Linked DNA regions of Mus musculus: all the other regions are linked to region 2. Evidence: chromatin contacts called from public Hi-C data. All regions are on one chromosome and are shown on one strand. Each heading gives the region's core, a stretch centred on a gene start, on an enhancer-like site or on the middle of the called end of the contact. The rest is flanking DNA. Distances are from core to core; before and after follow the strand shown.

Region 1 (4,493 bases), core at 655-3,154, 820 kb before region 2:
GAAAGAACTTTGGACAATACTGTAGGAAACACATAATTATCAATAACACTCAGCTACCAACACTGCCATCTACAACCACAACATGTTTCAAGATGTGTAATAGTGGCATACATTTTATGGAAGTAGCTGACACCACCACCACCCCCAACACACACACTCACCGTTTTATCAAATTTATGGCCAATGCCATGACATTGAACCCAAATCTGGCACTGCTAATGTGGTCAACAATATGAGACTGGTAGTTCATGGGTATAGGGGAAACCCTACTACTATTATTCTAATAAAGGTACAGAAAGAACAGAGCAATAAAATGACTGATCATTATATATTGCTATACCTGTAGATCAGTGCACCATACCAGAGAAGGTTCTTGTTACAGCCAACGGAAACTCTCATAGAGACCTGGACACAGTGCAGAGAATGGAAGACTTTGGAGCACTTATTCCTACATGATGTGTTTCCTAAACTCAAGACTCAGAGATCTATAAAGAAGAGGAGGCACAAAGATTATAAAAGCCAGAGGTGGTGGATGACACAAAGAAAACAGTGTGTTCTAGACACAGCACGGTTGATATACACACAAACTCACAGATACACAAAAATCTGCACAAGTTAAATAACACAAAATCTCAGCACGGAGAAGGAAAAGTAAATACAACATTCTATCACTAATCAAGAAGCTGTTTTTAATTGATACCCAAGGGAAAAAGTAAGATCAATTTTGTCTAGCGGAGTTTCTGTGTATATACCAACTACATTCTAGGGAAAGCCCCATGCCCAGAAGTCATTGGCCAACAGAAAACAGAATCCATTCATTTTGTGTGCTTTTGTTTGGTTGTAAGTTTACATTGGCATTTTTGTCTTTTTGTGTATTTTGATTCTTATCTTTTGGGCAGAGTTTAAGACAGAGAAAGAAAATGATGTTAGCTGGATAGGAGGCAGAAGATCTGTGAGAAGCTGTGGAGGAGAAGAATATGGTCAAAATGCACTGCATGTACATTTTTTTAATAAAAAAGAAAAAAGTCAAAATATTTTATTACTAATTGTTTAAATTTATTGTATAATAAAGTTTATGATTTCTTTTTTATGTATGGAATTGTAGAAATGTGTTATTATGTTTTATTATCTGAATATAGGAAGTAATATCCTAAGTGGCTACAAATAAAGGAGGCTCATTGTACTTATAGTATTTACATAAATATTTATTAATTTTATTTTGACAGAGAACCTGCCACTTCATATTTCTATAAATAGCTAAGTGGAGTATGAACTCACAGTGGCTTGAAGGAAAGGCTGGAGGGAGAAATGGGAGGGGAAGTCATATAATTCTATTTCTATTAAAACACATATATAGATATATATACACATATATATATATATACTGTTCATTATCTTTACATTTTTTTATTTAATAACAGAAAGAAGAACACATTTAATCAGAATGTGCAGAACCAAAAAGACTAAAAATTATGAATTCCTGTTGCACGTAATCAAATGTATCTCACCTGGAAATCAATCTATGCAGGATGTTACTCTCACCTAAATTGTAAGCATTATAAAGCATACTATATCTAGCTTATAGTTCAATACAGTTTTAGTTACAGTAAAATGATATTTTGTTTTTTGTTTCTATTGTCCTTAAAATAAATATTTCATCTTTATCATTTTTAATGAACAATATAGAAAAATACAGAGACTTATACAACTCTACCAAGTACTCAGTTTCTTGTAATACTCACAGCTGTTACATAAACTCTGGAAGTAAAATCAGTGTCATGATAAATTGACTTGAGAGTAAACACTGACCAAAGATTTGGTTGTTTTTTCTTTCTTCAGAAGACAGACTCTGTCTTTTATGTTTTCCCCCTTAAGTCACTCGGTTACTTTGCAGTCACTCCTCTTGGCTCTTAACAACAAAAATATGTCATAAATCCCAAAGACCCAGCTGCACTTAGTTACTGTGCTGTAGGCAAGGACACATGTCAAGTTGACACCTAGTTAAAGAGTGAAATCATAAAGAAGAAATCCCAAGTTTGTGTTTGGAAAGGACTAAAAATAAATGACTACTTATGTTATATTGGTATAAAATAAGGAAACAGGGGAATGGGAGACATTGACTATGAGCATATGCACACGTGTGATGGGAAAGTGATCCTGCTCCTCCATCCTGCAAGGTCTCGGAGAATAGTCGCTAGGCAACACTGCAGCTTGTTAAACATTCTCACTAATAAATTTCTGTGTGCTGTTTAAACTTGTCTTTAAAGGTGGTTTTGTTTCACATTATCCTAAATAACTTAAAGCCAGATCTTCTGATATGTCAATTGTAGATAGCAAAACAGAATATCTACCAAGTTATTTATTGGCAAAACACTAAAACAGAGTCATATGATCTGCCACAATTTCTATAAAATTATCTTACAGGTAAAATATATATATGAGATATAAATAATTCATTATATTTTGATTATTTATATCAATTATAAACAATATACACATCTCTCATTATTTTATGCATTTATTATTACTATATTTTGATAAAACCTCATTTACTTGTTTTTTGCTCCTGGCTCTGAATTCCTTATACCTTGTAGAGTTTATTACTCATGTTCTTCATAAAATTAAAGGTAACTCAAATCTCATTTGTTTGCAGTTTCCAATTATTCCAACTGCAGACTATAAACTCAGGCAAACAAATATCAACCACTGATTTTCCAATAGCTTTGTGTTAGAAAAACTTTCTTTTTTATATTTTATTTATTAATTTAGTTTTACACTCCAGATTTTATTCCCCTTCTGGTCCACCCTCTGAGGTGGGTGGGTGGTGGGGAACATTCTCATGAAGACAGTAGGGTGGGGTAGGTGATATGAGATGTAGAAAAACTTTCTCATGGTATCTTTTTCTCAGGCACCAGAACAATGCAGGATTATCTTTATGAACTCCAGATGTGTTATCAAATAAAAGCATCTCTAATATTATTCAACGTATGATTCATTAGTTTCCACATTCATCTAGCAGAACAAAATTTGAACTAGTTTTCATTATACAATGTCTTCTTGCTGAGATGTTACAAACTTCAGCATATGCTTATAAATGGATTTTACTAAAGATTTTATAGGCAAGAAATAGAGTGTTTGTACAGACACAAAGAATAGTCCCAAGACCATCACATAAACATTTCAAGATAAGCTTCTTGACATCAACTAGTATCCCAGGGAAGAACTTCAGCTACATGCTTAAAGTGGAGTGTACTCCTCCTGTGTATTTCAATTTTCAGACAAGGATTTGAATTTGAAGCATAAATTTACTTGACATTGTTTATAATTCTGTTGTAAGAACCAGTCAAGCTGTGTCAGTATTTTTTTTCTGATATGGAAAAAAGAATGTATACTCCCGCTTTGATAAGCTTTAGATTTCTCTAGGGAAGGAATGTAAAGTATTTGTTGAATTTTCCACATATTACAACTCCTTGTTACACTCTAAAAGGAAGAGGCAAGAATAAACTATAAGAAAAAATATACTTTAATCATTCCATTAACAGGCTGAAAATAAGGGAGAGGACTAGATAATCTCAGAATTTGAAAACTGAGATTTAATTTCATGCATTTTCACAGTGACACTTTAGAGTCATCATTGGCAAGGTATAGGAGAAGGAGAATATTATTTCAGCAATGGTTAGATAATAATGCACACACGTGTTTATAATTATGCACTAGAGAATATACAATGTCTTTTTAATCTGCCTCATTAACAAACAATTCCTTATATAATATTACCTATTGTTGCTTTGTGTTTACTAAACTAAATAAAATAAACAAAACCAAAGTTTATTGATTGTTTCTCATGTTCTTTTCAAATGTAAGTTTTTGAAAAAAATCATGTTTCCAATAAGTAAGTGTCCAGAACAAAACTAAAATAGAAAATTTTACTGAAAAAGAACATTCTTAGAATTCCCAAGTTATAGAGGACATAAGTTGGAGAAACGACTATGGCATAAAGTTTGATAGCTCATAAATATTTTAAAATTGGAATTTCACTAATTTTTGAAATGATTAGTTCATAAACGTTGTGATCTAGTGAATTTATTTCTTAATGGAGTCATAGTACAATAGTATTATTGGAAGGTGGAACATAGCTGAAGGAGGTGGGTCACTGAACCATGTTGTTGTCTTACTACATCTTTCCCTTGGCTTTTTCTGTATCCCTTTCTTTCTACTTCCTGTTTGACATAAGCTGAAGGGTTCAATCTTTTGTCATAGCTGTCACTATGATGACTGCCCTAAACTAAACTCATGAAGCCAATAATCATAAACTTTAAAGCAGTATGCCAAAATAATGTTTTTCTCTCCAAAATAATTTCTGTAAGGCCATTCAATAAGCCATAGGATCTAACAATTCTTTCTGTAGGTTGCTGTGTGGATTTTCTTTGCGAAGACACAGACAAATGACTACTTATTGCAGAAAGAGCATTGACTACAAACAAAAGAATGGT
Region 2 (4,704 bases), core at 732-3,231:
GCCAGCCAAAGTCTGCCCCACCTGGGGATCCATCCCATATATAGTTACGAAACTCAGAGGCTATTGTGGATTCCAAGAAGTACTTGCTGACAGGGGCCTGATACAACTGTCTCCAGAGAGGCTCTGAGAGATCCTGACAGAACAGATCTGGATGCTTGCAGCCAACCATTGGACTGAGCACGGGGACCCCAATGGAGGAGTTAGAAGAAGGACTAAAGGAGCTGAAGGAGCCTTATCTGGTATCAATGGTAGGGCAGGTCCTTGTTCCTGTGAAGGCTTGTTGCCCCAGTATGAGGAATGTTAGGTTGGTGAGGCCGGTGTGGGTGGGTATGGAGGCACCCTCATAGAAGCAAGGTAAGGGGGAATGGGATAGGGTGTTTGCAGAGGAGAAACAGGGAAAGGGGATAACATTTGAAGTGTAAATAAATAAAATAATCATTTTTTTTAAAGTATGAGAACATCATGAATTTTGCAGGCAAATGGATGGAACTAGGAAATACCATCCTGAGTGAGGTAACTCAGACCCAAAGGACATGCATAGTATGTACTCATCGATAAGTGGATATTAGCCAAAAAGTACAAAATACCTAGAGTTCAACCTACAAACTGTAAGTGTAACAAGCAGAAAAAATATTAATCAAAACATGATGTGATGTTGCTACTTTATATATATATATATATATATATTTTTTTTTTTACGTTAAAAACAAGTCATGAAGAAAGAAAAAAGAAAACCATGGTTTTCAACACAGAGTTTTAATGGAGGTTAGAGACACAGAGTTAACTTAGGAAGCAGTTACAGACCTGAGACACAGGAAACAAAGGGTAAAGATAAACAGAACCTAGGAGATAGCAGGAGGTGCCTCACATCTGGTACTATGAAGAAAGGATGTATGCTGCTGCCGGCAGTGGGTTCCTCTGAGAGAAAATTATGAGACTTCTTATAGAAGTGCCAATAGAAGCAAGAGGCTGGGACTACCCTACAGCTACCATCACAAACTGATGCTTAGTGGTTGAACAGAATAGTAAAATAGAGACTGGAGAATGCCTTGCCCCCTCTCCCACTCTCACATTGCAGTATCAAGTCTTACTCAACGCTTTCAGAAAGCTGAGTCTGAGGTATGTGACTTCTAAGGTCACTGTCCTGGAATCCCAGAGAAGAGTAAGTAGAAGAAAGAATGTGAGAGGTTAACAGACAGTATAGATAGACAGCTCACAAAACTAAGTAAAACTGTGGGTACAAAACTGATGTTGAAAAAAAATCTCTTACAGAATGGGTCATCAAGGGATTTACACATGAGCAAATGAGCACAGTTGAGAGAAAAGAAGGAGAGATGTTCCATTCTTAATACACACGGGGCTGGAGAGATGACTCAGCAGTTAAGAGCACTGACTGCTCTTCCAGAGGTTCTGAGTTCAATTCCCAGCAACCACATGGTGTCTCACAACCAGCTGTAATGGGATTCGATGCCCTCTTCTGGTGAGTCTGACAGCTATAGAGTACTCATGTACATAAAATAAATAAATCCTCAAAAATAAAATATACAACATGAACCAAGAGAGAAGAAAGGAAAAACATTTCAAGTTAATAGAAAAGATCTCTATTAAAAATGGAGGCTAGTGTTGCACATATGTAACCCCAACACTCACAAGGCTGAGCCAAGATTTCAAGACCAATCTGGAATGCACAGTGAAACTCAGTCTCAAAATAAACAAGGGTGCAGGGTATAAGTCAGTGGCAGAATGTTTGCCTAGCATGCAAGGGTACTGAATTTGATTCCCCAGAACATAGGAAGCAAAAGTGAAAAATAACAGTATTTAAAATACTGTGTAATGAAACAAGATCGAGACATGACTCTTAAATCAGTCCCACGAGCCACTATTAAATGTTTCATAAAACCATGCTCCCTGAAATATAGGCTTGACTAGGTCAGGCTCATGAGCTCCACTAGTGAGGAAAGGCCCCAGAGTTAGACAGACCAACAGTGACATCTGCTGCCAGGGACTTACTCTGAAAGTGGCCTGCTGCAGCATTTGCAAGTAGAGTCCTGCCAAACCGAACTGATGAGTCAGCAGGCAGGAACTCCTGTTTGTCGTTTATGCTATTAGAAGGTTTCCCAAGGCGAGCACAGAACATGGGAAAATGGGAATGTTTGAAAATGTAACTAAAACAAACAAAAACAGTGGAGGCTGAGTTGTAAGTGATGAGACAAAGACCTCACTCTATCGTTCTTCATCATGTTCCCCTTTAGCTAAGTAAATTCAAATGAATTCTGTAGTTGTTAGCAAACATGAACTTTTCCGTGAAAAGGATTAATTAAACCATTGCCAGCTACAGTGGATTCCAGCATCATACGCAGGCCAAAGAGAAAAAAGTCCAAAGATCAAAGGAGAGTGTGCATAAAATTTTAGGGTAACCCTTACTTAGAAAACCACTTCCTAATTATCTGTCTACCTACGTCCTTCAACATCTGCTGACCCTCGGGCATTTTTTTTTTTTTTTTTTTTTACTTTTCTGAAAGCTAATGAACATAAGGTTTGAATCAGACATCACATTTAAAATAATAACTGCCAGTATAAAATGTTCAATGTGACTCAATTCTGTAGAGCAAAAGATATGAAAGAAAAAGGAGTTCGGTTCTCGTTTATAAAAATGCAGAATGATAATGAATTCAGTTACTGTGAAAGCAGGTGAGCACAACCAATATTTGTATTAAAGAATTCCTGAGTTTGTAGTTCTTTTCAAAGATTTCTGCCATACTTAATGTGGCATTTTGAGCAAATTATACTTCTCTGGGCCTCATGTTCCAGTGCTGCAAAAATGAAAAGATTGGACTATATGTAGGATGGCAGATGGATTACCTGCTTATGAATTCATCTTATAGCTACATGCAGACTGCACCAGCTGGGTCTATTGTGGATGACAGAACTGTGGAGTCTCCACGTGCACCTCATAGATGATCTGGTTTGCTGTGGAGGACAGAAACATGGAGTATCCATGTGCACCTCACAGATTCTTGCCTCTGGCAGGAAGATCTTACTCTCCCTGCTAACCCCCAGTCGTTGATTCTGTTATTAGCTACGCGTTTAGTGCAAACTATGATTTCCCTCTACAAGGTGCTCAACAAATATTATTTCTGGTATTCACAGTATTCCAAAGACAAGGAAAACAAGCCTCAGAAAATACAAGGAATTTCCCAGAGTCAGAAAACATGGAGTCAATAAGTAAGATAATCTCCTGCCACTCCCTGTCATAAATTATCTTAATTTCTCATATTTTGGACCATACCCTAGCCCTCCTAAAACATAAAAGCCATATATTCTAGCATCATTATGCATTGTCTGCCTGTACCTTAATACACACATGTGCCTGCACAAAGAAAATGCAGCTGTTTGGGCATGAAATTCAGCTAGTCCATACAAACCTGAAGTGACATTACAGAAGCTCTGGGGCAAAAGCATTCAAGAAAGAAAGCTTTTCTTTCAGAAAACAGACTAAAAGAGTAGTTTTCTAAAGATTAAATGCAGTAAATGATAGAACAAATGATATATAAAAGTCATATTCAACTTAAAGAAAATGTTTTTATTAACTGAATGCAGAATGATACTAAAACCAAAGTTGGAAAAATCCCTATCTATGTGTCACTGTGTGTTGTACCAATTTGGATGTCTAGCTGATGTCTGCTACAATATTCAGAGTTGTATTTGGTATAAGGGAATATTCAATAAGTACTGGTTGATGGTACTGGTTTATAAATAATGTGAACAATTAATTAATACTATGAACAATATTTCTGAGGTTTCCTTAATTTGAGGCAGTGACTTGGCTTTAGCCATACTTTAGGTTATAGTATCTGTATAGAGCAGAAAACACTCTAACTTTCCATTAGAGCACACTTACCTCTTCCATCAGATCGCAAAACCATCAGCAGCCTTCAAAAGTGGTCAATAATTGCAGATTTACTCACTGATGTTTTCAGTGAAAGAAAATTGCCTTTGGAAAATTACAGGGAAAGATAGTCTTAAAAAAAAAAGCCAGATACAAGAGTGGACCCATAGAAGAAAAAAAAATGAGTACTAGCAGCCAAATTAGATTTTATACCAAAGTACTGTGTGGTCTTGTTATTACCTAGTTGATTCATCTCTGTTATAAACATTTGTTCTTCATTTGTGAATAAATTCTCCAATTACTCATCACAAGGAACATACTTACAAATCAGCCTAATTTTAAGAGGCAGGTAAGTGAAGCTAGAGAGATGGCTCAGTTAAGAGCACGTGTGGTTCTTGTGACATACCAGGGTTCAGTTCCCAGCACATACATGGCTGCTACTCCCTCTTCTGGCCTCTGTGGGCATCCGGCACATGTGTGATGCACAAACAGACGTGCAGGCAACCACACATACACACATAACAAAAATAAATAATCACTTTTAAATTTAAAAAAATCAGACATAATTGGTTGAATACAGGCATATAAATAAATTAAAATACAAAAATCACAAGGTATATGTACACTGGGAACAAAAAGTAATTTTTTTCATGGGAAGAATACTGAGAGATGAAAGATCAGAAAGACACAAAAGCACATGAAGGAACTGGAGATCATTGTGTTTCTATAGACACCAATAATTTATGTTTTTTCATAATATTAAAATACTAATAAAAGATAAACCTGAAATACAGACCCACATGTACATAAAATAA
Region 3 (4,406 bases), core at 1,888-4,387, 570 kb before region 2:
TATATTGGATATTATTCCCCTGTCAGATTTGGGATAGGTAAAGATCCTTTCCCAATCTGTTGGTGGTCTTTTTGTCCACCAATAGGACAAAAATGGGACCTCAAAAAATTGCAAAGACACCGTCAAAAAGACAAAAAGACAAAAAGCAATGATTTTTTAATGATGTTAACGTTCAGGTAACTACCGTAGTGAAGAAGATATAAGTGTATAAATTAGCACTGTAAGATTTTCAGTATTAGAAATCTATATACACTATAACCCAAGATACTCTCTTTTAGGAATATACCAGACAATAATAACTCAAAATAAATGCATAAACAAATATATACACAGCATTATTCACAATCATCAGACCACAGCATAGATTTTTGTTAGGGTAAACATAACTGAATTATAAACTAAGGTTTCTGAGAAAGCTACACTGAAAAAGTGAAACATAAAAACATAAAATCTAGGCCTTTAGGCCCAGGTTTGAGAATGTGACCTTTGTGACTTAATGCTCCAAGGCAGGCTAATCATAAAAGTGATAGCAACATTCCTCCACCCACCTGCTTCCTGTGTTCAGGGACTGTTTGTTCAAAAGGACTACCCTGACCATTCATGGAACCCGCTATGCAAATGTGCTATTGTCTTGAGAAACTGTCTTAAGAAATAACCTCACAATTATCAGGTAATTAATTTTCCTTGTGACTTGTGACTTCCTCGTGACTCTAAACTGGTATTTTTGGTATTTTCCAACAACGCCCTCCCCACTACCTTGAGTTGTGGTTTCTTCCTTTAAGTACCCTCTTACCCAGCTACTCGAGGCACCATGGTCCTCTACCCCTGCGTGGTGTATGACTGTGGGCATGAGAGCACTCTTGAAATAAAAGTCCTCTTGTCATTTGCATCAAGACTGTTTCTCGTGAGTGATTTGGGGTGTTGCCTCTCCTGAGTCAGAATGTGGAGGAGTCCTCACATTGTGGGTCTTTCAACACATGTATTAAATAATACATTGGTTTTTTACATCCTGGGGACTGTGGAGAGATGGAGTATTGTAGATTAAGTACTAAAGTCATTTTAGGATATGCTTTGTAATGAAAATTTTGGAATTTTGAAGTCTTTAAAAAATGCAGAAATATTATAAGAAAGTGCTTTTGTTTTAATCCTAGGTGTAGCAATATGGGGCTCCTTCAGACTGACCACAGCAGCTGACTATGATTTGCCTAGTGCTCTAGTACAAGCATGGTTTGCCAGCTGTAGATAGTTTCATCAATTGTGTGAAGTTTGAAATTCTGGGAACATTTTAGAGGGTATGTAAATACTCTGACCCCAAGAGGTGTGATTTGTGTTTGGTGGTCATTCAGGGGGATTGGTTGTGGTTTATTAGTAGTCGGTCTCAAAGAAGGATCAGGTAAAAATAAATTAAAATTATCTCTTACCCCTTCTTTCTCTCCTATCTAGTGATAGTGGGGGATAAAGAGTGAGAAAAAGAACCCACAAACTAACAAAGACCAGCTACAATTAAAGAATAAATGAGAGAGAAATTCATTCCCCCTCCGCCCTCTCTCTCCCCCTCTGCTTCCCTCTCCTGCTCCCTCACTCCCCCCCATCCCATCCTTCTTTCTCTCCTATCTAGTGAAAGGGGTGAAATGGGGGATAAAGAGTAGGAAAAGAAGAACCCACAAATTAGCAAAAACCAGCTATAATGCTTAAAGCCCTTTCATAGGTCACTTATTATCACAGTGTGTTAAGATCTCACTATTGATTTTTTGATTACAAAGGTAAACACTTAGTCTCCCAGTATGGTAAGCAGACTTGCTACAATATGACATTTGAAATCAATAGAAGAAATTTTGCTATTCTGTGTAATATCTACCTACCAGATGCTCCCTCCTACATATTCCATAAAATCATTCATCTATGCTTTTCTCTGTTTCTGAGACTTAACAGGTTCTATAACCTCTAATGTAGTGGAACATATTATGCTATGCCACTGGAATCTACATTCTTAGACCTTAGTCATTCATAATAGCTTTGAAAGAACACTCTTATTTAAACTAGAGCAAAAATTGACTGACTTATAGCATAATAATACAATGGACACTATGTGTATACATGTATTTACATGTACACACACACTCATATGCATGCATGTTAGCACACACAGGCATAAATGAACAAACATGATTTCTAAAACATATTAATGAATGTCACAGAAACTTAGGAAAAAGATCCAAGCCCAAAATGTAAACTGTATTATGTGATTTCATTAACACCAAACAAAAGACAAAGTGGATTTAATTCTTAGTATCAGAAGGTTGAATTTTGGTAATCTGTATGGAGGAAAAAGTGAAAGGAAATGGGTGGTAAAATGTTCCTTTGGAATGTCCAAGTTATTCCATATATTGAGCTCCTTGGTGGTTACTTTGTTTTTGTTCTCCATGTAGCAATTTTTGAAACTTGTTTTTTGTGTAGTTTAGATTTATGTACTTTTCCATGAACATGGTCTATTTCAATTAAATGTCTACTTATATTTGAAAATAAAGATTTAAATTGTTTGGTGTAGAAACAGGTCTTGTCCCAGAACTCAGGTCCTCTTGTCACCATTTGCTCATAAGTGCTGCATTGGGGACACTAATGTAGTTTTAAGACAAAGAGTTGTTTTAGCAGATTCTTATATTTTAGTAGGAAAAAGATAAGTTGTTTATTTTGAAACATTGATTTACATTCCAAGGGGTTATGTAATTTCTGGGCTAATAAAGGAACAGTCTTTGTCACAATAATAAATGGCCTCTGTGTGTCCACACTGTGTTACAAAAACATCCTGTCATAAAACTCTTTTTAGGTTTTTGGGGTAATTAATGTTTCTTTTAAAGTTAGGCAGTGCAGCTGAAACCTCTGTTTTGTTTTGTATTTTTTTATTCCAAGTTTGAAAGTGAGTTCCTGACCCATAGTCCTCAAAATCATGATGGTTTGATGTTTTTATTCTATTACAGGCACATTTTATCATTATTATTATCATCGTCATTGTTGTCATCATTGTTATCATCATCATCATCTTTATCACTATTAATCTCTTTTACAAACCAGTCGTTATCACCCTAGTGATCTATGCTCTGACTGTTCCTCATCTCATTCCTCCTTGCTCATCTCCAAGAGGATCTTCCCACCCCAACTCCAACAGACCTCGCCACATTCTGAAGCCTCAAGTCTCTCTAGGGTTAGGTGCATCTTCTCTCACTGAGGACAGACCAGGCAGTCCTCTGTTGTATATGTGTCTGAAGCCTCATATCAGCTAGCGTATGCTGCTTAGTTGGTGGCTCAGTGTCAGAGAGATCTCAGGGGTCCAGGTTACTTGAGATGGCTGGTGTTCCTATAGAGTTGCCCTCCTCCTCAGCTTCTTTCAGCTTTTCCCTACTTCAACCACAGAGTTTCCTGGCTTCTGTCCATTGCTTGGGTGTAAGAATCTGCATCTGACTCTTTCAGCTGCTTGTTGGGCCTCTCAGGCATAATAGGCTTCTGTCTGTGATCACACCATAGCATCATTAACAGTGTCAGGCCTTGGTGCCTCCCCTTGAAATGGACCCCAATTTGGGCTGGCCACTGAACTTGCTTTCCCTCAATCTTTTCTCCACTTTTATCCCTGAAGTTCTTTTAGACAGGAACAATTCTGGGTCTGATTTTTGCCTAGGGGAATGGTAGCCCCATCCCTACACTTGATGCCCTGTCTTTCTACTAGAGATAGTCTTTATAAGTTCCCTCTTCCCACTGTTGGGCATTTTGTCTAATGTCCCTACCTTGGAGACCTAAACATCTCTCATCTCCCAAGTCTCTGCCCCCCCCCCCCCCACTTCCTACCTCCTGAGGTTTCTGATCTCCATTCATTCAGCTAGCCCTCAGGGCTTCACACCAGTTCCTGCCACCACAATATCAGATCATGTTCTCTTTTTCACCTCTCCGCCCCCTCTCTGACTCAGGTACCTTCCTCCCTCTGCCCCTGTGATTGCTTTGTTCTCCCTCCCAAATGGGATTGTAGCATCCTGACTTAGGCCCTTCAGCTTGTTAACCTTGAGTTTTGTGGATTGTATCCTAGGTTTCTTTACTCTTTTTGACTAATATCCATTGATTAGTGAGTGTATACCATGCATGTCCTTTTGAGTCAGAGTTGCCTCACTCAATATGATATTTTCGAGTTCCATCCATTTGCAGGCCAAAGTCATGATGTCCTCATTCTTAATAGCTGAAGAGTACCCCATTGTGTAAATGCACCACATTTTCTGTATCCATTCTTCCTTTGTGGGACATATGGGTTTTCTCCAGCTTCTGGCTATCAGATAAGGCTGATATAAACATAGTGGAACATGTGCCTTTGTTCCATAGTGGGGCATCATTTGGGTATATGCCCAAGAGTGGTATAGTTGATT

What was found. Hi-C and Micro-C count contacts between places; a contact is called where the count stands out from the background.
Region 1: a contact with region 2 is called in a Hi-C map of uterus, with 2.6 times the contacts expected there. The contact joins two enhancer-like sites. A contact is called at or near these places in 2 of 39 promoter capture datasets (cranial neural crest and maxillary cranial neural crest), 2 of 484 Hi-C or Micro-C datasets (adipose-derived mesenchymal stem cells and uterus) and 1 of 115 datasets of contacts at active chromatin or transcription factors (fibro-adipogenic progenitors).
Region 3: a contact with region 2 is called in a Hi-C map of uterus, with 10 times the contacts expected there. The contact joins two enhancer-like sites. A contact is called at or near these places in 1 of 15 datasets of contacts at CTCF or cohesin (the NIH/3T3 cell line), 3 of 484 Hi-C or Micro-C datasets (all in uterus) and 1 of 115 datasets of contacts at active chromatin or transcription factors (fibro-adipogenic progenitors).

Annotation. Positions count from the first base shown.
Region 1 is chr1:44,847,592-44,852,084 of GRCm38.p6, forward strand. No RefSeq gene overlaps it. Among named protein-coding and RNA genes, the nearest start is that of 4930521E06Rik, 100 kb to the left of the region's middle. Within about 2 kb of position 1,905, at least 4 of the 459 cell types and tissues checked have an H3K27ac peak or open chromatin away from gene starts, as enhancers often do. A contact at or near this core is called in uterus, where this site is marked.
Region 2 is chr1:45,670,945-45,675,648 of GRCm38.p6, forward strand. No RefSeq gene overlaps it. Among named protein-coding and RNA genes, the nearest start is that of Gm23216, 12 kb to the right of the region's middle. Within about 2 kb of position 1,982, at least 50 of the 459 cell types and tissues checked have an H3K27ac peak or open chromatin away from gene starts, as enhancers often do. A contact at or near this core is called in uterus, where this site is marked.
Region 3 is chr1:45,098,389-45,102,794 of GRCm38.p6, forward strand. No RefSeq gene overlaps it. Among named protein-coding and RNA genes, the nearest start is that of Col3a1, 210 kb to the right of the region's middle. Within about 2 kb of position 3,138, at least 2 of the 459 cell types and tissues checked have an H3K27ac peak or open chromatin away from gene starts, as enhancers often do. A contact at or near this core is called in uterus, where this site is marked.